7 separate regions of the Mus musculus genome follow, and regions 2, 3, 4, 5, 6 and 7 are each linked to region 1. Evidence: chromatin contacts called from public promoter capture Hi-C data. All regions are on one chromosome and are shown on one strand. The core of a region is the stretch at or near the end of the contact, and the rest is flanking DNA. Distances in the headings are between cores, read along the strand shown.

What was found. Promoter capture Hi-C pulls out the DNA fragments that hold promoters and counts their contacts.
Region 2: a promoter capture Hi-C map of the C10 cell line shows a contact between it and region 1, with 7 times the contacts expected there. The contact joins the promoter of Ttc25 here to the promoter of Casc3 in region 1. A contact is called at or near these places in 4 of 39 promoter capture datasets (the 3T3-L1 cell line, the C10 cell line, cranial neural crest and 1 more).
Region 3: a promoter capture Hi-C map of second pharyngeal arch cranial neural crest shows a contact between it and region 1, with 6 times the contacts expected there. The contact joins the promoter of Acly here to the promoter of Casc3 in region 1. A contact is called at or near these places in 9 of 39 promoter capture datasets (cranial neural crest, embryonic stem cells, hippocampal neurons and 4 more) and 2 of 115 datasets of contacts at active chromatin or transcription factors (astrocytes and embryonic midbrain).
Region 4: a contact with region 1 is called in a promoter capture Hi-C map of liver, with 4 times the contacts expected there. The contact joins the promoter of Nt5c3b here to the promoter of Casc3 in region 1. A contact is called at or near these places in 3 of 39 promoter capture datasets (cranial neural crest, frontonasal cranial neural crest and liver).
Region 5: a contact with region 1 is called in a promoter capture Hi-C map of liver, with 2.9 times the contacts expected there. The contact joins the promoter of Kpnb1 here to the promoter of Casc3 in region 1. A contact is called at or near these places in 3 of 39 promoter capture datasets (liver, pre-B cells and second pharyngeal arch cranial neural crest), 1 of 484 Hi-C or Micro-C datasets (B cells) and 1 of 115 datasets of contacts at active chromatin or transcription factors (astrocytes).
Region 6: a contact with region 1 is called in a promoter capture Hi-C map of cranial neural crest. The contact joins the promoter of Fkbp10 here to the promoter of Casc3 in region 1.
Region 7: a contact with region 1 is called in a promoter capture Hi-C map of liver, with 6 times the contacts expected there. The contact joins the promoter of Hap1 here to the promoter of Casc3 in region 1. A contact is called at or near these places in 5 of 39 promoter capture datasets (cranial neural crest, embryonic stem cells, liver and 1 more).

The regions. Positions count from the first base shown.
Region 1 is chr11:98,808,448-98,811,131 of GRCm38.p6, reverse strand. It overlaps Casc3 (cancer susceptibility candidate 3), which reads right to left and starts at 1,324. Exons shown (of 14, transcript NM_138660.2): 1 at 1,041-1,324; 2 at 646-673; 3 at 197-234. The coding sequence starts at 1,268. Gm12359 (predicted gene 12359) reads left to right here and starts at 1,043. Exons shown (of 3, transcript NR_033551.1): 1 at 1,043-1,456.
Region 2 is chr11:100,544,260-100,546,943 of GRCm38.p6, reverse strand. It overlaps Ttc25 (tetratricopeptide repeat domain 25), which reads right to left and starts at 1,336. Exons shown (of 12, transcript NM_028918.3): 1 at 1,036-1,336. The coding sequence starts at 1,143.
Region 3 is chr11:100,526,658-100,529,341 of GRCm38.p6, reverse strand. It overlaps Acly (ATP citrate lyase), which reads left to right and starts at 1,342. Exons shown (of 28, transcript NM_134037.3): 1 at 1,342-1,547.
Region 4 is chr11:100,439,747-100,442,430 of GRCm38.p6, reverse strand. It overlaps Nt5c3b (5'-nucleotidase, cytosolic IIIB), which reads left to right and starts at 1,333. Exons shown (of 9, transcript NM_001102650.2): 1 at 1,333-1,387; 2 at 1,504-1,602; 3 at 2,177-2,246; 4 at 2,345-2,391. The coding sequence starts at 1,376. It overlaps Klhl10 (kelch-like 10), which reads right to left and starts at 507. Exons shown (of 5, transcript NM_025727.3): 1 at 207-507. The coding sequence starts at 400.
Region 5 is chr11:97,186,552-97,189,235 of GRCm38.p6, reverse strand. It overlaps Kpnb1 (karyopherin (importin) beta 1), which reads left to right and starts at 1,344. Exons shown (of 22, transcript NM_008379.3): 1 at 1,344-1,690; 2 at 1,789-1,847. The coding sequence starts at 1,651.
Region 6 is chr11:100,414,391-100,417,074 of GRCm38.p6, reverse strand. It overlaps Fkbp10 (FK506 binding protein 10), which reads right to left and starts at 1,381. Exons shown (of 10, transcript NM_010221.2): 1 at 1,050-1,381. The coding sequence starts at 1,291. P3h4 (prolyl 3-hydroxylase family member 4 (non-enzymatic)) reads left to right here and starts at 2,359. Exons shown (of 8, transcript NM_176830.3): 1 at 2,359-2,684. The coding sequence starts at 2,419.
Region 7 is chr11:100,354,841-100,357,524 of GRCm38.p6, reverse strand. It overlaps Hap1 (huntingtin-associated protein 1), which reads left to right and starts at 1,384. Exons shown (of 13, transcript NM_177981.2): 1 at 1,384-1,835. The coding sequence starts at 1,448.

The sequences.
Region 1 (2,684 bases), core at 75-2,574:
GCAGTCATTAACCGGGCAAGGCTGGAATTAAAGACATGTGCCACCATCACCAGACTTCTAACAGACTTTTAAAAGCACACGAGAAGAATGTATAAGAGAAGCAAGTCAGGGAATTTTTGTACCACACAGCTAGAGGTTTTTTTAAAGAGACATTTTCTGACTTACGCCATAAGGAAAAAGAATCTATCACACTCACTTCTGAATCTTCTGCACTTTCATAATCGGAAAGAACAGCTGAAAGGAAAAGACAAATTATGTGATATGTAATAACATAAACGTTTGTTACTACATTTCTGACAGTTCGTTTTGGGCCAGGCAAACATCCTCACTTAATTTGTGGACGCAGCAACTTTCTGGGGCAGATAAAATTATAGTTTCTGTTGACAGATGGAGAACTTTGGGACCACACTGACGAAAAACTATGCTGTTGTCAGGTGTTATTCTAAGTCACCACAGTGCACTCAATCTGTCACCTTCCAAAAAGGAACCAAACCAAACAAGCATGCTCATCATCACCATGACACAAACGCCACTCCCGGGGAACGCTCTCCAAAAACCCCTAACAAACCGAGAAAGACCCAGTGTAAGATATACATGGCCTTAATTTACATCCACAAGAATTCAAGATAAAGTAAAATTACTCACCATCTCCTTCCATGCCATCTTCACTCTCCTGGGAGGAAGAAGATCACACAGGTTAGAGTTGGTGATTTCCAGACGCGGGGAGCCCACCCGCAGATAACCGTGAGGGACGACTGAAGAATCAACACAGATGGTTGGGTAGGAATATGGGGCAAGATAAATCTTCAGAAGTCACATCGAGAATGGCGGTTCTCTACATCCCAGCCCCAGTTTCCGTGTAAACATTGCACGCCCTGAGCTCAGAAACCACCCAGTCCTCCTTCCCCGGGGCTCTGGGTGGATGCAGATTCGCAGCGGGACAACCTTTCTTTCCCTCTAAGAGGAGGCCCGGCATCTCACAGCATCTCCAGCCCGCCCCCTGCCGGGTCGCCGCCCTGGACCGCCCGCCGCTCACTCACACACTCAGACTCCTCGGCGCTCTTGGCGCCCCCGCTCTCCACCCGCCGCAGGTGAAGGCCCCCGCCGCGGCCGCCGCGCTGAGAAGGCAGCGAGCCACTGCCGCCGCCTCCGACGCTCCCGCTGCAGCTGCCGCCGCCCCGCGCCGGAGAGCCGCTGTCGGAACCCGAAGCCCCGGATTCCTCGTCCTCCGTGTCCTGGGAAGCGCGCTGCCGCCGCCGGTCCGCCATCTTACGGAGAACGGCCACCGCTGGTCAGCTCCTTACGCACCACGCCCGCCGCGGAGGCTGCCGGGAAGCTCGAGACTCCGGAGTCCCAGCGTGCTTCACGTCCAGGGAGGGCCGCCCTTCTTTCCGCGGGGCGGGGCCTGCACCCTGCGGCACGTTTTCTGGAGAGCGAGATGACGTCTGTCGGTGATGTAAGGAGGCGTGGCCTAGCGCTTTATTTCCCCACACCCCCACACCCCTAGCCCCGGCGGGCGGAGGGCGCCTGGGAGCGGGGCTATTGCATCCTCTTCGGGTTCTTAGCTCGGCCATCTTGGACTTTCCTTGGGGAGGGTTTCGAGCTCTTCTAGCTCCAGTGCGACGTTGGAGCAATTGCATGATTTTCGTTTTCCATTGCTCGCTTTCCCCTGAATTCTATACAGAACATTTTACTGTATTCCTTCGCATGGTTAAAAATCACGAGTCCAGGTGAAAAAGCCTTTAGTCCTGCGTCAGTTGCCAGCTCTTCACCTCAGTCTAAATTTAGGGGAAAGGAGAAACTGCAGTGGGGACAGAACTTAGTATTGCGGTGTTTCCTGGGTGTATTCAAAATCTCCTTTCTCCATGTGTCTTCCTAACCTAGTTATCTCATTTTGAGAACTGAAGGTTGGAAGGACACTAGTCTTACTATGCTTTTAAAACATCAGAGCTGGATCACCCTTGACTAGTTAAGAGGCTAGTTTTGGACCCTCTCTGCCCCTTCAATGTCTCGAGGTATTAGTTTCAAATCCTGGTGCATTGTTACTCTACAGAGAATGCTTTGGGTATGCATTTATCAGCAGTGAAAGAAAACTCAGCACAACTACCTTGCAGCAACATATAGTTTGTAAGCTAATTTATTACTGCATATTGTTAATATACATCAAATAGATGAGTTAAGAGGACTCTGAGCTGTTTTCATAAATAGCTAAAGGTCCCCACTGCTTACCAGATCTATAAACAGTATGAGACTCCAAGGAATCATGACTGTCTGCAGGGACTGATTCAACTGGTGACAGGTGGCCAAATGTATCATGGAGTTCAGCTCCAGAAACAACTGCCTGAACTCAAAATGGAGGATGCATGATTTAATAAGTGTGAAAGGCATAAGAATCTTATCCATCACAATCTAAAATGGTGCAGCAAGACTGCCAAGTTGAGTGTCTAAATAAGGACAAGGATAGCATGCCACTTTGTCCTTTAGTTGTTTGGTCGGAATCCAGCTTGGGATGTTTTTTTTCTTTTTTCTTTTTTTTTTTTTTTTTTAAGAAAATCTATGACCTCAAGCTAGCCTTTTCATCACTCGGGACCCACCAGCTTCAGCCTCCCCAGATGCAGGCTATGAGGGGACAATACCTGTAATCCTGCTCTGGATCCTACTTTCTTTTGTTTTTTGAGACAGGG
Region 2 (2,684 bases), core at 87-2,586, 1.7 Mb before region 1:
TGGGCAATCTGTGGCTAAGGATGGGAGACTGAATTTATCAAGAGAAAGGTAATCATGAAACATTTAATGATTGGTCACATTATGTCTCCAACTGGCAGGCATTAGTGAGAAACTATAAGAGAAAATGGCAAAAGTCAGGGTTTATGTGTGACAGTGGCATATCATGGGAACCAGGAGTATGATATCCACAAAATGGACCTCAGGGCTGCTGGTGATGAAAAAAAAATGGTAATTGGGTGGGACTGGAGATTTTTTAGCAGCTAAGAACACTAACTGACTGACTGCCTGCTCTTCCAGAGGACCCAGGTTCAAGTCCCAGCACCTACATGGCAGCTCACACCCCTCAGTCCATTTCCACACTCTAAGAGGGAAGTATGCATGTGGTCCATGCATGCTGGCAAAACACCCATCACATACAAATATTTTTCTTTAAGTGGTGAAGTGTGTGTGTGTGTGTGGTGGGGGGTGGTATCGTGTTGATTTATTGGTTAACAGCACTTACTATTCCTGTAGAGGACCCAGATCTGGATCCCAGCACCCATTTGGTGCTACATAACTGCCTGTAACTCCAGTTCCAAGGGATCCAGTTCCCTCTTCTGGCTTCCAAAAGTACCAGGCATGCATGTGGTATACATACACACAAATCTTTCATCAACAACACAATGGTGGTGGGTCCAGGTAGCAAGCTGGGGTTCCATCATTCCAGAGGCCAACTGCAAGATAGGGAGTTGGCCTCCAGAGGACATAAGGAGGGCACCTTCCTTTCAAATCATAAGTTGGGAATGAGGGTGCACATTGGAAGTCATCTCTCAGGAAGTAGGGGTAGTTCGAGACCACCCTGGTCTACAGAACAAGTGTCTATCTCAAAAGAGGAGCGGAGGCGGGGAGGAGGTTGAGAGAGGAAAGAAGAGAAAAAAAGAAGAGGGGAGAGGAGAAGGAAGGGGAAGGGAAAGAAGAAGGGGAGGAGGAAGAGAGGGAAAGGGAGGAGGGGAAAAGAGGAAGGCAACACAGTAATAGGATCAAAGCGCAACTCACGTTGGTAAAGCTTTGAATGGCCTTAGTGAACTCCCCGCACAGATAAAGCCTCTCCCCCTCTGCCATGTAAGAGGGAAAAGTGCTTCTTAAGATATCACCGTCCGACATGGTCACCCTACTTTTGGAAATTCTGAAGCAGATTCAGAAAGGAAAAGAGGCTGGAGAATCGCCGGCTTGTTTTGGGACAGCCCGGTCTCTTAGCAACCTAGAGAGATAGTCTAACTTCCGGTCCCTCCCCTCCCCTCCCCTGGCGGTGTTAGGCCTCCGGGTGAGCCCGCCCAGCGTGCTCATGCGCCTGTGTCGCCACGCTGCGCACACCGGTCAGACAAGTGCTGAGCGCGTGGCCGGCGGCTGCAGGACGCTGGCGCTCCAGAGTGATCGCTGTTTGCTTGTAGGTTGCTTCTCCCCTCCAGTTGCCACGTGGAAAGCCTCGCAGACAAAGCAAGCCAAGAAAATGAGAATTGGAGGCAAAATTCCAAGTAGGATTAAGGCTTAAGCACTCCAGGTCCCATTAGGAAGGAGAGAGAATTTTGGAACCGGAGTCAGAGGGCTTGGGCAGCCTTCTCTCTTGTCACTTCTTAGCTGCGTGATCCTTGACCAAGCACATTAGGGAACTGAAAAGTACGCGTTCTACCTGCCAAATGAACAGGAAAATAATAGAGCCCTCAGGGACGTGAGGATTTGCATGAGAATGCAATGGAAAGTGTGATGGGTTTAGCTTTCAATGTCACATAGTTATGGAACACTTGCTAATAGCAAGTCTAAACTAAGGTCTAGCCTGACATAATTCTGCAGCCATTCAGGAGTAATGGCTGTGGGGATAACTCAGTTGGTAAAGCGCATGCTAAGCATGCAGCTCTCTGTTTCAGTTCCCCCAACCCTGGTACAGCCCAGTGTGATGGCACCATCTTGTATTAGCCAGCCCTGGAGAGACAGAAAGACATGCATTCCTGAAGTGTCCCCTGGCATCTACATTCACATGTGCACAAGCACACACATGTTCACACACACACACACACACACACACACCACACAGACACAGCAGTACCTCTAAGTACCCATAATATCTTAGATAGCTAGCTCAGTTAACTGCCTCAACTATATTGGTTTTTTAAAACAGTCTTGGAGTTATACATGATTTTGAGCCACCACTTGGGTGCTAGGAGTTAAACCTGGGTCTTCTGCAAGAGCACCAGTGCTCTTAATCCCTGAGCCATCTCTCCAGCCCAGAATCTTGTCTTAAACTGTCTTTCCAGAATTCAGCTGAGCCAGGCTTGGTGGCCTGGGTCTTTAATTTTCTTACTCCAGAGACAGAGGTAGGAGGTTGGTTGTGAGATACAGGCTTTCTGGTCTCCATAACAAGTTCCAGGCCAGCCCTGGCTACACAGCGAGTTTCAAACACAAAAACAGAAACAGGATCCAGCTTAATGGGCATGTATTAGGAACAGAATCCAGCACACAGTAGGAGCAAAGCAAACCGTTTTCAGTCTCTAAAAAAGATGTCCTTACTGGCAAATGTATAAACACAAATGAGCACAACATCTGTAATTCTAGCACTTGAGAGACTGAAGCAGGATTGCCACAAGTTCAAGGCAGCCTCAGTTACATAGTGAGGTGAAGGCCAGCCCAAGTAACAGGGGAGTCTCTGT
Region 3 (2,684 bases), core at 93-2,592, 1.7 Mb before region 1:
AAAAAAAAAAAGACGTCATCAAGGAGCACACGCTAGCCAGGAGTGGTGGCACGCCTTTAATCAGGAGGCAGAGGCAGGCGGATTTCTGAGTTCGAGGCCAGCCTGGTCTACAAAATGAGTTCCAGGACAGCCAGGGCTACACAGAGAAACCCTGTCTCGTAAAAAACAAAACAACAACAACAAAAAAAAAACCCAAACAAACAAAAAAAGGAGCACACGCTGGTCAAGAATGGGTGTTACAAGTTCAGCCATCCAAAGACTGGCCGAAAAGGGCCTGGGAGTGGGGGGCCTTGGGAAAGTGTTTGCCCAGGAGAGTGTTGCAACATTGTTGCAGGGAGCTTTTGACCCAGGGTTTTTTGCCAGGGGCACAGCCATGCAGATTCTCTGCACCCTGGGCTGACGCATCACCTGAGCTGATTAAAGGATGATTCTGGCCTCCTTCCTAGAGCTGGAAAATTGTTAGTTTCTGGGTCCATCTGGGAAGACATACTGGGACTAGGGGACAAGCAAGAGAGGCTTCCACTCCAGGGAAGCAGTGAATTCCTGATTTCCAGGACCTTATGATTTATCTATTCTGCCCCAGAAGTTCTCGGGTACCTGTTAGACTGGGCGCTCCAGTTTTGGGTTTGGAAAATATGTTCTATCTTTCGCAAGTAACAGAAAAGAGGAGGTTGTTCATTGCTTTCGGTGTCTTAGTTTGAGGTTGGGGGAGGGAGCAAGAGGTTGGGCAGGGATGGCCCCAGTCCTAAGTTTTAATCTCAGATAAATGATCAGCTCCGCCCAGATCCGCGCTCAGGTGAGCCTGTAAGAGGACTCGCGTTGGGACTGGCGTCCTTCTGGCCTCACTAGTTTACCCCTTCCTCCAATCTATGTCCTAGGTCGGACAGTCTGATTGTGTAGCGTGGTCGTGTAGACTGGCTCTGGTAAATTCCCTGGGGAGGGTTCCAGGAGCGGAGAGGCGACACGTGTGAAAGGAAAGCAGACGTAGCTTTTCAAAAGCAGGTCTAACGCACTGGGTTTGGTGTGGCGGCTTACAAGAGCCTGGGATAAGAACGTCAGTTGCTCTCCTGGGAGGGAGGAAGAGGACGCCAGGTCCAGGGAGAAGTGCTATAGCCTTTTGGGCCAACAACCCCCTCCCTCAGCTACCCAACCCGGCGGCTGGCCGGCCCAGCCCCTGAAACGATCAGGCCACAGCCCCCAGCCTCGTAGGTTCTCCTCCTAGAGCCGCCCGGCCCATCTCCCCATCCTAGGCCCCGCCCACGGCCCCGCCCACGTCCGGGACTACAAGTCCCATCAGCCCCAGGTCAGGCCTGAGGGCGGGGCCACCACAGCAGCGAATGGGGAGGAGCCTAGAGCTCAGGCTAGGGAACGCGTGTGCCCAATCGCCGGGCTGCTTAGCCTGTGAGCTGATGGGGGGCGGGGAGGAGCCCACTTGGGCCGGAACAAAAGCCGGATCCCCGGCTGCTGCAGGCGGCTGGAGCGATCCGAAGAGTTGGGGTGAGCTGGTGCTTACGGACAGAGAGCCACACTCAGGCTTTCTCGAAGAGGTGAGTACGGCAGTCGTAGGCGCGGGTGCGACCCCCCAGTACCCACTAAGCTTCCTGCTTCCCTCCCCCAACCCGGAACCACCTCCGGGCTCCCTGGCTGGGCGCTCCCGCGCGCTCCCTGCACCTGCTCGGAAGTTTTGTGCGGGTCTAAGCTTTATAGTAGTCTTCTCCCCAGCCGCGGGCCGCATGTCTACACCCTCCCAATCCTATTCTAGTTCCTGGGAGTTTGCACATTGCTTGCCACCGACCTTACTTCTCCCTCCTCCGGATTGCCTTTGCGCGTCCTGCTTCTTCTCAGCTCCACCCAGGGCCAGCTCTCGAGTCTAGTCGGGCTTTTTTTGGGACACTTTTTTGGGCCCCATTCGGGTTCCCCACCGGATGCCGGGGCGGGTAGTAGAGATGGCGGTGGCTACTCTCTCCACGCCGGCCGCTCGCAAGCCGGACTCAAGCAGGCCTGTCCTGTTAGTTCTGTGGTGAATCCCTTAAGCTCTATGTCGAAGTGTAGGGAGCGGGCCCTGGCCACGCGGGGTCGTGCTGCTTCAGAGTGCCTGAGGCCTTGCTGCGAGGACTTGGCTCCGGAGCGACGGCGCTGGATGGGCTCTCCCTGCTAAGGAGCTCCCTACTGGTGTAGCCCCCAAACAACAGATGGTCGGAGTGCTCAGGAGTCTGGATGAGACAAGCACCTAGGGTGTGTGTATGTGCGCGGGCGCGCGTGTGTGCAAAGGATGCTACCTACCTCTACCTCCTGTCAGGCCTGGCAGAGGTCTGGTCCCCAAAGCTTGCTGCTTTCTTCAGTCTTGAAATTCTGCTATGAGGGATCCCTCCTGACATAATTTTGGAAAGGACAGCATAAGGCACTTTAGTCTGCCAGCCAACCCTGTCTGTCCCCGCTTTAACTTTGCTCAGCATGTCGGGTTTCTTTACTATCGAGAGATAACTGTCCTGGAAAGATCATTTCCACCTCTTAGAAAGCTGCTTAAACGCTCCCCTCTGCGGGGGGGGGGGGCAGTAAAAGGAGGCCTTGAAGACAGAGTAGCTGCTGTTTTTAATCTCTATTTAGACACTGTCTGCTGTAGCAGGGAATACTCGGAAGAGTTCTGTCCGTTCCTTTGCTATAGGGGATTGCTTGCTTGTCAT
Region 4 (2,684 bases), core at 84-2,583, 1.6 Mb before region 1:
ACTATGCCTGGATTATAAACTGGTCCTTTCGGAGCCTTATCTAGAGTGTAGGATCAGGTCTGTCCAACTTTTTTTTTTAACGCTGCAATGGCATGCTGTCAACCTACAAAGCTTAGACTTGAGAACAGCTCAAACCAGTTATAAACAAACACAGAGCCTCAGTGATGGGAGACACGGCTCAGCTTCCCCCCCCCCCTCCGGTGTACCTAAAGTAGGAGCTGCAGCTACAGAGGATGTTCTTGTGGGCATTGAACTCGAAGCCATTGACTTTGATGACCACGTCGCAGAGCTTGCCCTCAAGCCGGAGCTCGTTGAAGATCTCACAGGTCATTGCACTCATCTTTCTTTCCATGTGAGGCTGGTGGAACCGGGTGGAGGCAGCGGTGCTCTCCATCTCCATGGCTCCTTGGGACCAGGGGAGAGAGGCTGCTCTCCTGGGGTGTTGGGGAGGGTTATGGGGGGCCCCTTTAGCCAGCTGTCGCTCCTTTTCCCTACTACATCTTTCATATAGGGACCATCAGGCAGCCCAAGTTCCAGAATCCTGGGCAGTGAGATCACTCAGGATTGTGCTCTCAGGTTCTGGAACCCCCTTCTTGCCCCTTCTTTTCCTCCCCCTCCCCCCAGAACATACAGGTAGACCACCCCACATCTCTTTCCTCGACCTCAGACCTAGGGCAGAACTGTGACCACCAACACAATTGAGCCTTTACTGAGTCTGCTGCTTGTTGCATCTTCAGGTTGGGTCCCCACCTCCCTGCAGCATCCTTCCAAAGCTCTCTCTGGGCTCCCCATGGGTGCAGAGGCAGAAGCAGAGCTGATCAAATATCATGCTGGCCAGGGTCTTCCAGCCCCTGAGATGCCTTACTGCCTTACTTTGCTTGTGGTGCTGATGAAGAGCCAGTTAGGGAAGTGTCTCCTGGATACACCCCCTGTCCAAAATGCACTTGAATACCTAGTGGGTTGTTCTTTGCAATGCAGGGGATGAAATTCAGGGCCTCATACCTGCAGGCAAGAACTCTCTCACTAAGCAGTGACCCCCAACCCCAGTAAAGATTGCATTTGTGTTCCAGAAAGAGTGAGTGACAGGCGCCCATACACACCAAAGCCTCATGACAGCCAGCCCACATACAGGACCCCAGCGTCTTGGTACTCCCCCCCCTCGCCCCCCAACGTTCCCCCACCCCCACACACAGTAGACCATCTTCCCCCACACACCCCCGCACTCCCCACTCTTGCTTCTCCTGCCAGTATCCGGAGCCAGCCTGGAAACGGCCTGCAGCTCCTAGACCGACGCGACTAGTGCGAGGCGACGCCTGCGCAGTGTGGCTGTAAGGCGGGCGCTGTCTTCGGGGCCGCCCACCAGGCCAGCGGCGTGATGGCGGAGGAGGTGAGGCCACGGGCGGGGACGGTCCCGCGTGGCGGGATCGCGGGTGCGGAGAGACCCAGCTGTCCTGATGCCCATCGCGGCTCTCGGGTCAGCGGGTCTCTTGGGTCTCACGACAGGTAAGCAGCCTGATGAAGGCCACGGTCCTGATGCGGCAGCCCGGACGGGTGCAGGAAATTGTGGGCGCCCTTCGCAGGGGCGGAGGAGACCGCCTGCAGGTACCGGGGCTTGGGGTAGGGCGGGAGGGTGCCTGCCCTGCGGCCTTCCCGCCAACTGGGGTTCGCGCTCTGCGAGCCTGCGCCCTAGGGTGGTCATGGACAAACAGATTGGTTCACCTCGGGAAAGAGCCTACCTCCCCCAGTAGCCAACTTTCAGAGTAGTCAGATGTGACCCTTTTCCTGCCGCTTGGTTTTAGAAAGCAAGTGGGTGGAGGCCCCCCTCCCTCCCCCAGTCGAAGATAAGGGAGATCCACAAAGGTCGGAAGGCACCTTAAGAAAGAACCAGTGTATAAAGATGCCACAGAAAGTCACCCCCACATTTGGGGGACTTTGTTTTCTTCAGGGTTAACTCGTGTCCTGACACAGGATGTCACTTTTTTCCTTCTTTCTTCTGTCTCTCCCTAACCTTGCAAAGGCTTTGCTGCAGCTTGGTTAGACTTCCTCCGCTACCCCAGGCTGAGGCAAGGGCCAGGATAGACCAGTACCTAGTCAACCTAGTCAACCTAGTCAGTCAACCTAGTCAACCTAGTCAGTCAACCTAGTCAACCACCATCATCCGCCCTTTGTCTCTTAGGTGATTTCCGATTTTGACATGACCCTGAGCAGATTTGCTTACAATGGACAGCGATGCCCTTCTTCCCACAGTAAGTCACATTTTAGCTTTCCTTGTAGGGCTCAAGATGACAACTGCTATGGAGCAAATAAAGGGAGTCTTGTGTGTGTGTGTGTTTTCTTTTTTCAGATATTCTGGATAACAGCAAAATTATCAGTGAGGATTGTCGCAAAGAGGTGGGTCATTCCCTTCTTTGCTCAAACATGGCTGTGGTATGCTTCTGGGGTTGAACCACAGCGTCCAGGACTGAAATCTTAAGAAACTCCGTTCCTTAAACACAGTGTGGGGAGACCTGTAATCCCAGAGGCTGAGACAGGAGGATCCCAAGTTCAGAGGCTGCCTGGATTCCAGAAAGAGTTCAAGGTCACTTAGGCAAGGAAAAGGAAGCTGCATGGGTGTTGGTGGCGCACACCTTTAATCCCAGCACTCAGAAGGCAGAGGCAGCAGATCTCTGTGAGTTCGAGGCCAA
Region 5 (2,684 bases), core at 95-2,594, 1.6 Mb after region 1:
GGCAGAAAATACACACAATTAAAAAACCCCACGAGGCTATGACTTTAAGTGTTTCAGAGAACACTAAATCCCAAGTTTCCAAAGTGTGGCTAGTGTAGGGCAATTTCTTTACACCTTAAAAACAATACAATTTACATGCTATTTTGACCCATATGCTCCTAATCCCCCCATGACTTGCAGCTGGGTATCCAAATGAGGGGAGGGGAATGTTAAGCAACTATATGCAACGTATTTTTATCTTGTTTGTTGTATTTGTTTTTTGTTTTTGAAACAAGATCTCAGACTGTAGTTCAGGCTTCGGGATACTGAGATGGCAGGTGTGTCGCTACAGCTCGTCAATGCACACGTTCTTTATATAATACTACACAGATCTTGTAAACGAAGTCTGGACATCAAAGCTTTATGGGAACTGCTAAGTGGTCTAAGGACGCGCCTCCGCGAAACTTTGTTAACAGTCCAGGGCCCCGACGGGGTCTCCAAGGGCAATTAGGGGCGCCTGAAGCCAGCTCTGCTCGAGTCTGGAATGGGCTGTGTGACCTTGGACAGGCTCCACTCTCTCTCTGGGCTTCAGTTTGCAAATCCGCACGTTGGAAGGTGAACCACGTGGTTCTCATGGTCCGGTTCCGCACAGAGCGCGGCAGCAAGCCGACCTCACCATGAAGGCAGCTTCCTGTGGGCGCGGCGCAGGACTTTAACGGTTCCCGTCCCCGCCCCCTCCGAGGCCCGCGAAAGGCTCGCTTTCCGTACACCGCGGCGAGTGACGGCTCTCCGTAGCGCGCAGTCCGAGCCACTCGCGCGCAGCTCCGCCCCACCCCGGAGGCGTCCCGTCGTGCTCCGCGCCAGACTCCTAAGAGCCTGGGCGCCTCCCGCCTTTCCGCGCGGCGGCGACCCCGAACTCCTCGCTTCAGTTCTCCCGGCGCCCCGTCCTATCAACGTCCAGGATCCCAGCCAATCCGACGCGCCTGGAGCCTTTACCTTCCGCCCACCCTTCTCCCCGCGCACAGCCGGGCTGAGCCCGAAGGCCTTTACCGGGCCAGCCCAATCAGCGGCGCGCTCTTACCTGCCCCACCCCAGAGCCCCTCCCCTCGACCAATAAGCACGCCCCATCCCGCTGCCCGCCCAGCCAACCGGACCTTGAAGCCCGCAGGCCAATGGGCGCGTGGCGGCCCTTCAACGCTAGCCGTCCGGCCAATCGGGGGTTCCGCGTGGCCCCGGCCGTAGCCAATCGCTGGGCAGCGCGGTGCCGCCGCGGAGAGGTCCGGCAAGGATATCCCTCCGCCTCCCTCCCTCGATCTCTCTCCCTCCCTGCGATCCGCCTCTCACTCACTCACTGCCGCCCTTCCTTTCTCCCTCCGCCGCCCGAGCAGCAGCCGCGCTCCGAGCTGCCCCCGGGGTCCCTCCCCCGCCGCCAGAGGAGCAGCTGCTGCCGCCTAGCACATTAGGAGGGCGGAAGGAAGGAAGGAGAGCGGGGAGGAAGGGGAGCCGGAGCGCCTGGCCAGAGGCAGCCGGTGAATGGGCTTGTGGTGACCCCCACCCCCCACCCCACCCTCCCTTCCCACCCGACCCCCAACCCCCATCCCCAGTCGGAGCCGCCGCCCGACAGGCCGGGCCGCCGTCTTGCGAGGAGTCCCCGCCGCCGTCACCTCCGCCATGGAGCTCATAACCATCCTCGAGAAGACCGTGTCTCCGGGTAGGACTCGGGGCCGGGGGGTCGGGCCGAGGTGACCGGGGTGGGGGAGGGGGTGGCCCCTCTGACCCCGCTGCCTCTCCCCCCATCTCTCCCGGCAGATCGGCTGGAGCTGGAAGCGGCGCAGAAGTTCCTCGAGCGTGCGGCCGTGGAGAATCTGGTGCGTGCCGCCCCGCCGCGCCCCATCCCGCCGCGTCCCCATCCCTGCGTGCGGCCCTTCCCGCCCTCCTGGAGGCCCAGGCCTCAGGAACCCACCCCGCCCCAGCTCGTCCCCCTACCCCCCCGCCCGGCCCAACCTAACCCCGCCATCGGGAAGCCGGTGGGTGTGTCCCGCCCCGAGCCCCGCGTCTGGCCAATAGCGAGGCGCGCCGGGGTGATCGCCGTCCAATCGCCACGCGGCCTGAGGGCGGCGGTGCTGCGGGAGGGAGAAAGAGGGAGGGAAGGGAAGTTAGGTTGCATGGCGCTGCGTGTTCAGCAAGGGTGGGGGTTGGGGAGCCGGGCCTAGGGGCCATGTGGAAGCTCTGCGCCCTGCCGCCTGCCTTGTACTGGCTGCGGCCGGCCTCTCCTTCCTGTCCCCTGGTTTTGAGGCAGTATGCAACTACTTCCCAGAGCCCTACCCTTCCCCAGCTCCCTTGGTCTGTGCTCATGGCCACGCCTGGCACCCGACCACCTCTGGACCCATTGCCACAATTTTTTTCTTTTTCTTGCCCATTATTATCCCATTCCTGGTCTAAGTGCACGAATGTTCTGTTTGGACTTAGGTTTTCAGAGAACTCATCTTTAAGGATCTCAGGCTGAGGCTCATTTCTGAGATTGAGCCTATTCTCTGATAAATCACAAATGTAACCCCGTTTTTCATACTTTCGGATTTAAGAAGTACATTTGAGAAAAGAAAAAGTGACTGACTTTTGTATAGGAAAATGTGGGATTATTGAAGCAGCCTATTGCCAGAATGTTTCTCCTCTCCTTTTTGGGGGAAGGGGAGGGAAGCGTGGAT
Region 6 (2,684 bases), core at 132-2,631, 1.6 Mb before region 1:
GGATGTAGGTAGTGTTCCCATCCCATGTTTCAGACAAGGGAAGTTAAGACTCCTCCTCTGTCACAGCCCGAATTTAAACCCAGGGCCTTACAAATATGGAGATGGCATTCTTATCCACTGTACCAAAAAATCTCCCTCCAGAGTCATGACCACTAATTGCCTGTGGGCTGAACTGTCTATTTCAGAGAGGAGACCGAAAGGCAACTTGTCTTTGTGGTGTAGAGTTTCAAGTGTGATAGGGCCTGAAGTATACCTTGTAGCCTGGAAAGAGGCTGCCACACAGCTCTGATCTGCCCCCCAAAACCAACGGGTATCTGTCTGGCCGACCAAGGTCCTGGATCAGAATGGAAGATGCTGGTCCCGTCAAGCCAAGGCTGGCATTGGAGCGTGGTGTTGGCTGCTAAAGCTAAGATGGAGGAACTGAGTTCCCAGAGGCTTGGAGAAGGAGGCACTAAGAGTCCCCAGGATGGCATGTCAGACTTTGTGACACGTGGACAGTTTGGTCACGGCACCAGCTATGGTCTACCCCCAAATTATAATGCCCACTCTGCTTAAGACCCTCCCTAGCTGCTCTAGGGCCCTACACCCTCAAGGAAATGTTATTTCTCCAGTCTCCAACCACAAAGGCATAGAAAACTGGAGAGAGAAATAGACAGGGAGCCAGAGTGTGTGCAAAGGGAGGCGGCACCAGGCAGACCATCCATCCACTCACTTCAGGGTTTACGTGTAGTAGGCACAGTCTCTTTGCCCTCTAAGATTGCGTGCCAGGGTACCATTTGTGTTTAAGTTATGGTAAGTATATGTGGCGCTTCACCTGAGCATCAAATATTCCAGGGGGCTAGGAGGGGGTCGTGGGCGGGGGCGGGAATATTTTAGGAATTGAAAATTTGGTATTGAAGATAGGAGGCATCCTTTGAGGTGCTCTCCCCAGGATGCTGTTTGTGGCAAAGGATTATGAAAGCACTACAGGAATGCAAACCTTAGAAGGGGCAACATTCTCTGGAAGCTCAGGAAAGTGGTGCTGAGTCCGGGAGTGCCCAAGCTCTTACCTGGAGTCAAACTTTTTCCCGTCTTCGAAAGTGCCATTGTAGTGGTAACGCACAAAATCCCCCATCTGCACTTCTCGGGGACAGGCCCGAGGGATGTGGTATCTCTCGATGACCACATCTTCCAAGGGGGCTCCGGCCGGGCTGGCACGGCCCAGTCCCCTCTCCAAGGTCTGTAGAAGCAACAGCAACGGCAGTATGCGGAGCCGATGGAGGGTGTGGCTGGAGGACCCCACAAGGAACATGGTGCCCAGACCAGGGACGCCGGCAGTGAGAGCGGACGCCAGCCGCTAGCCTCCTTCCCCCTCCTCTCAGAGCTGACTCCCCCCCTTCCTGTCCTCTCTCCCCACCCCGCCCTGGCGGGTCCACGTGGAATGGGGGCTGGGGAGAATGAGCTGGCCGGGCAGGGTGATGTTTTATGGTGAACTAGGAGGTGGGGGCCAGGTTGAGAGTCTCTGGAGTCCAAGGAATTTGCCACAAAGATCTCTGAGTCTCCCTCCCCCAAAACTCCATCCGGGACTGAGACCCGGGGCCTGGCCCAGAGGGAGGTTCGGGAAAGATGAGAAGTTGGAGTGGACTTCCAAAATGAAAAAGTTTTTTCCAGAGTCTCTGGGTCCTAAAGCCTGTTGGAGGAATCTCTAGCTTTCCCTGGCACCCCAAATCTAGGCCCCTTCTGGTGCAGGTGAGGCTGTAATCTGAGGGCTATTTCAGTTCTACACACACACACACACACACACACACACACACACACACCCGCCCCAACTCTCCTCCCGCGAAAGGTTAGAGGAAAGGGGGGTTAGGGAGAATGTTCTCTAGGTGAAAGGTTGTTTTGTCCTGCAAAAGCCTGGCTGCACTGAAGACACAGGAATCTTGCTCCGGCGGGAGGCTGATGGTGTCAGTGCTAGGTGTGCGGGGTAACAAGAGGTGTGTACGCCTCGACGTCAGCGCGGGTGTTTACCGGGCCACCTAGGGGGAGCAGAGGAGACTCGAGGAGAAAAAGACCAGATTATGTGACTTCGTCCACTTTGCCTACGCAAAGGACAGAGGTGGCACTTAAGGGGGGGGGGGGGGACGACACTGCTGTGGGGAGGGGCTTTCTGGGCGTGAAACGTAGCCCCACCCACCCGTGTCTGCCAGGGAGGGCCAGTGGTGGTGTAAGCATTGCTAGTGGTCGAGGGCCAGCCCACGTAGTGGACTCGAGCGTCAACTGACGGTCCTAGAGAGGCATTCCAGCCTCCCGGCTCTAGCCTAGGGCCCGGCGCTAAGACCCAGCAGGAGCTCCGGGGGTTGGGGGTGGGCTGGGCTGGAGCCCGAGCTGGCTGGAGCCCGACGGTCGCCGGCTGCTCCGTAAGCCTCCGGGCGCGGTGCGGGCATGGCTCGCGGGGCGTGGGGGCTGCTGTGGCTGCTGCTGGGCAGCGCCGGGGCCCAGTACGAGAAATACAGCTTCCGAGGATTCCCTCCGGAGGACCTGATGCCACTGGCCACGGCCTACGGCCACGCTCTGGAGCAATACGAAGGCGAAAGCTGGCGCGAGAGCGCGCGCTACCTGGAGGCGGCGCTGCGGCTGCACCGGCTGCTGCGCGACAGCGAGGCCTTCTGCCACGCCAACTGTAGTGGCCCCGCCACCTCTCAGCCTCG
Region 7 (2,684 bases), core at 135-2,634, 1.5 Mb before region 1:
TATGCACAAATAAAACTGTATGTCTGTGTGTGTGTATACATACATACATACATACATACATGTGTGTGCGCATGTGTAAACTGTCTCGGTCTGCGTGTAAACATAAAGGCTTGTGTTTGGATCCCTAGCATCCACATGAAGGTCTGGTATGGTGGCACCTGTCTGTAAACCCCGGGGCTGAGGGGTAGGGTGGAGTTAAGTGGATGTCTTGGGGAATCGCTGGCCAGACAGTCTAGTCAAAGTGCTGAACTCCAGATTCAGTGAGGAACCTTGTCTCAAAAAATAAGGTGGCAAGGGACGGACAACAACTGATGTTGACATGGACACCTTCATACACCAGATATAAAAAATAAATAAATAAATATTTTAAAAAACGTAAAGTCAATAGCCTTGTCCACTGGAGGATGGTGGAGAATGGAGAACATCAAGAACGATTTTGAGACTTGAGTCCATGAGTCATCCATCTCCCTTTAGCCTGTCTCCCAGTCTAAAAGCACAGAAATGGCTACTGCCCTCCCTAGCTCCCACCCCTTAAACCAGTTCATTCAGGACTGAGAGCCAGCTTCCAAAGTAGCCATTTTTCTGGGGAGCATACGTCCGTCCATGAGCTGAAGAGCACGGGTAAAGTCGTGGAGACCGACATCGATCAGTTCAGACCCTGGGATAACGGATGTTTTGGTGTGTGTGTGTGTGTGTGTGTGTGTGTGTGTGTGTGTGTGTACACGGGGATCTTGAAGAGTCGTCACAGCGAAACATTTAAGCAGGATCCCCTCCGAAGATGTTCTTTTTGGAATGTTTGAAGAACAGAACAGGTGCTTGCTTGGACTGTAGGGCTTGAGAATTAGGGTTGGAAATAAAGAACGAGTGAACGCACTAAGATGGAAGACGTCCAGGGGCGAGCGCGAGAGTGAGAGGGACCTGTGGATGACACGCAACACGTTGAAAGCCATACCGGAGTTTGGATTTCTCGCTTAGTCTACCTGGGAAGGCACAGGCGTACTGCCTCGATTCTCAGGTCACCTCGGTCTGTACACAATGTTGGGTAGGGCAACACAGAAAGCCCCTGGAAGCTGGGGTGGCGGGAGCGCGCGCGGGGGGCTGAAGGGGGGGTTGTTTCTAGGCAGAAGCTACGGGTCCCTCTACTCAAGTCCAGGGAAGCGGCGGCTTTGGACAGAACCATTCTCAGAAGATGGAAGGGAAGAGAAATCCATCACCGTGGACTCGACCCCACGGAATAAGCTAGGCACTAGTTCATCTCTTTCTTTCTTCTTCTTTTATTTACTTCCTATCTCGTCACCACTGGCTGCTTTCTTGCAGGATCCTGAGTCCTCGGCACCACTAACTGATCAACGGTCACCCCTAGCGCCACGCGTGGTACAGCCCAGTGGAGCCCGCTCCGAGCACAGGTTATAAAGCCCCGGCTGCGGCAGCGGACTGCGGAGTCAAGATGCGCCCGAAAGAGCAGGTGCAGAGCGGTGCGGGAGACGGGACAGGGTCGGGGGACCCAGCAGCAGGCACCCCCACGACCCAGCCTGCAGTTGGTCCCGCTCCGGAGCCCTCGGCGGAGCCCAAACCTGCTCCAGCGCAGGGAACCGGGTCCGGACAAAAATCAGGATCCCGAACCAAGACAGGAAGCTTTTGTCGGTCCATGATCATTGGTGATTCGGACGCACCATGGACCCGCTACGTATTCCAGGGGCCTTACGGTCCCCGGGCCACTGGCCTGGGCACTGGAAAGGCCGAGGGAATCTGGAAGACACCAGCCGCGTACATCGGCCGGAGGCCCGGCGTGTCCGGCCCTGAGCGTGCGGCGTTTATTCGAGAGCTGCAGGAAGGTAAACTGAGTCTCGGGGATCCCGCATTGGGCACTATTTGGGCATCTCCAGGTAGGAGGGGGTGCACCGACTCAGGCGCCCCGCCCCCTTGTGGCTCTTAGTTCCACCTTTCCACCACCCCCGCGAGACCACAGTCTGCGGTGCCGGTTTGGTTTCTCTTTCCCCATCTCCCCCCCCCCCTTTTCCGGTTTCCCGATTATTGTGGGTGCGTCAGGTCCAGAGCTCTCTCGCGCTCTCCGCCCGCCTCTTCGCGCCTGTTGCTGTGGCAGATCTGCGCACTCTCAGTGCCCCCTCCCCGTCTACCGCAGTGCCAGCAGAGGGGCGGGGGCTGCGGGTGCGCTTTGAGCCTGCGCTAGCCCGCAGGAACCAGCCTGCGTGGGTGGGTAGAGGTGTGTGTGTAGGGGAGCCTTTGACCACTACTTGTCCTCAGGGGGTCTGGGTCGTACTTTTCCGAAGCTGGAATGAAGAGGGAGGAGTGGGCGGGGCACTGGGCTTCTGTCCCTCCTCTTCTGGGCGGGGGCAATTTTAGGCTCAGGTGCCCGCTTCTGGGTGCTGAAGAAGTCTACTTGGCCCTCCTGTGACAAGCAACAGGTTTAGGATGGGTGACTGCATTTGTTTTTATGATCGAGGAGACTCCAGTGATGGCTAAGATGCCGATTGGGGGTGGGCATGATGAGCCCAGTATTTTCCCTGACTTCTTATCTCGAGGGGCCCAGAGACCCAGGGGTCTTGAGAGTCCAGTTCCTGAGCCCAGAGGATGGTTTTGCCTTTACAGCATCCAGGCCCCTCCTGAGAAAGCAGGAGTGGGGAGATCCGGAGCTGTGGAGAGGGTGTTAGGGCCAGATGGAG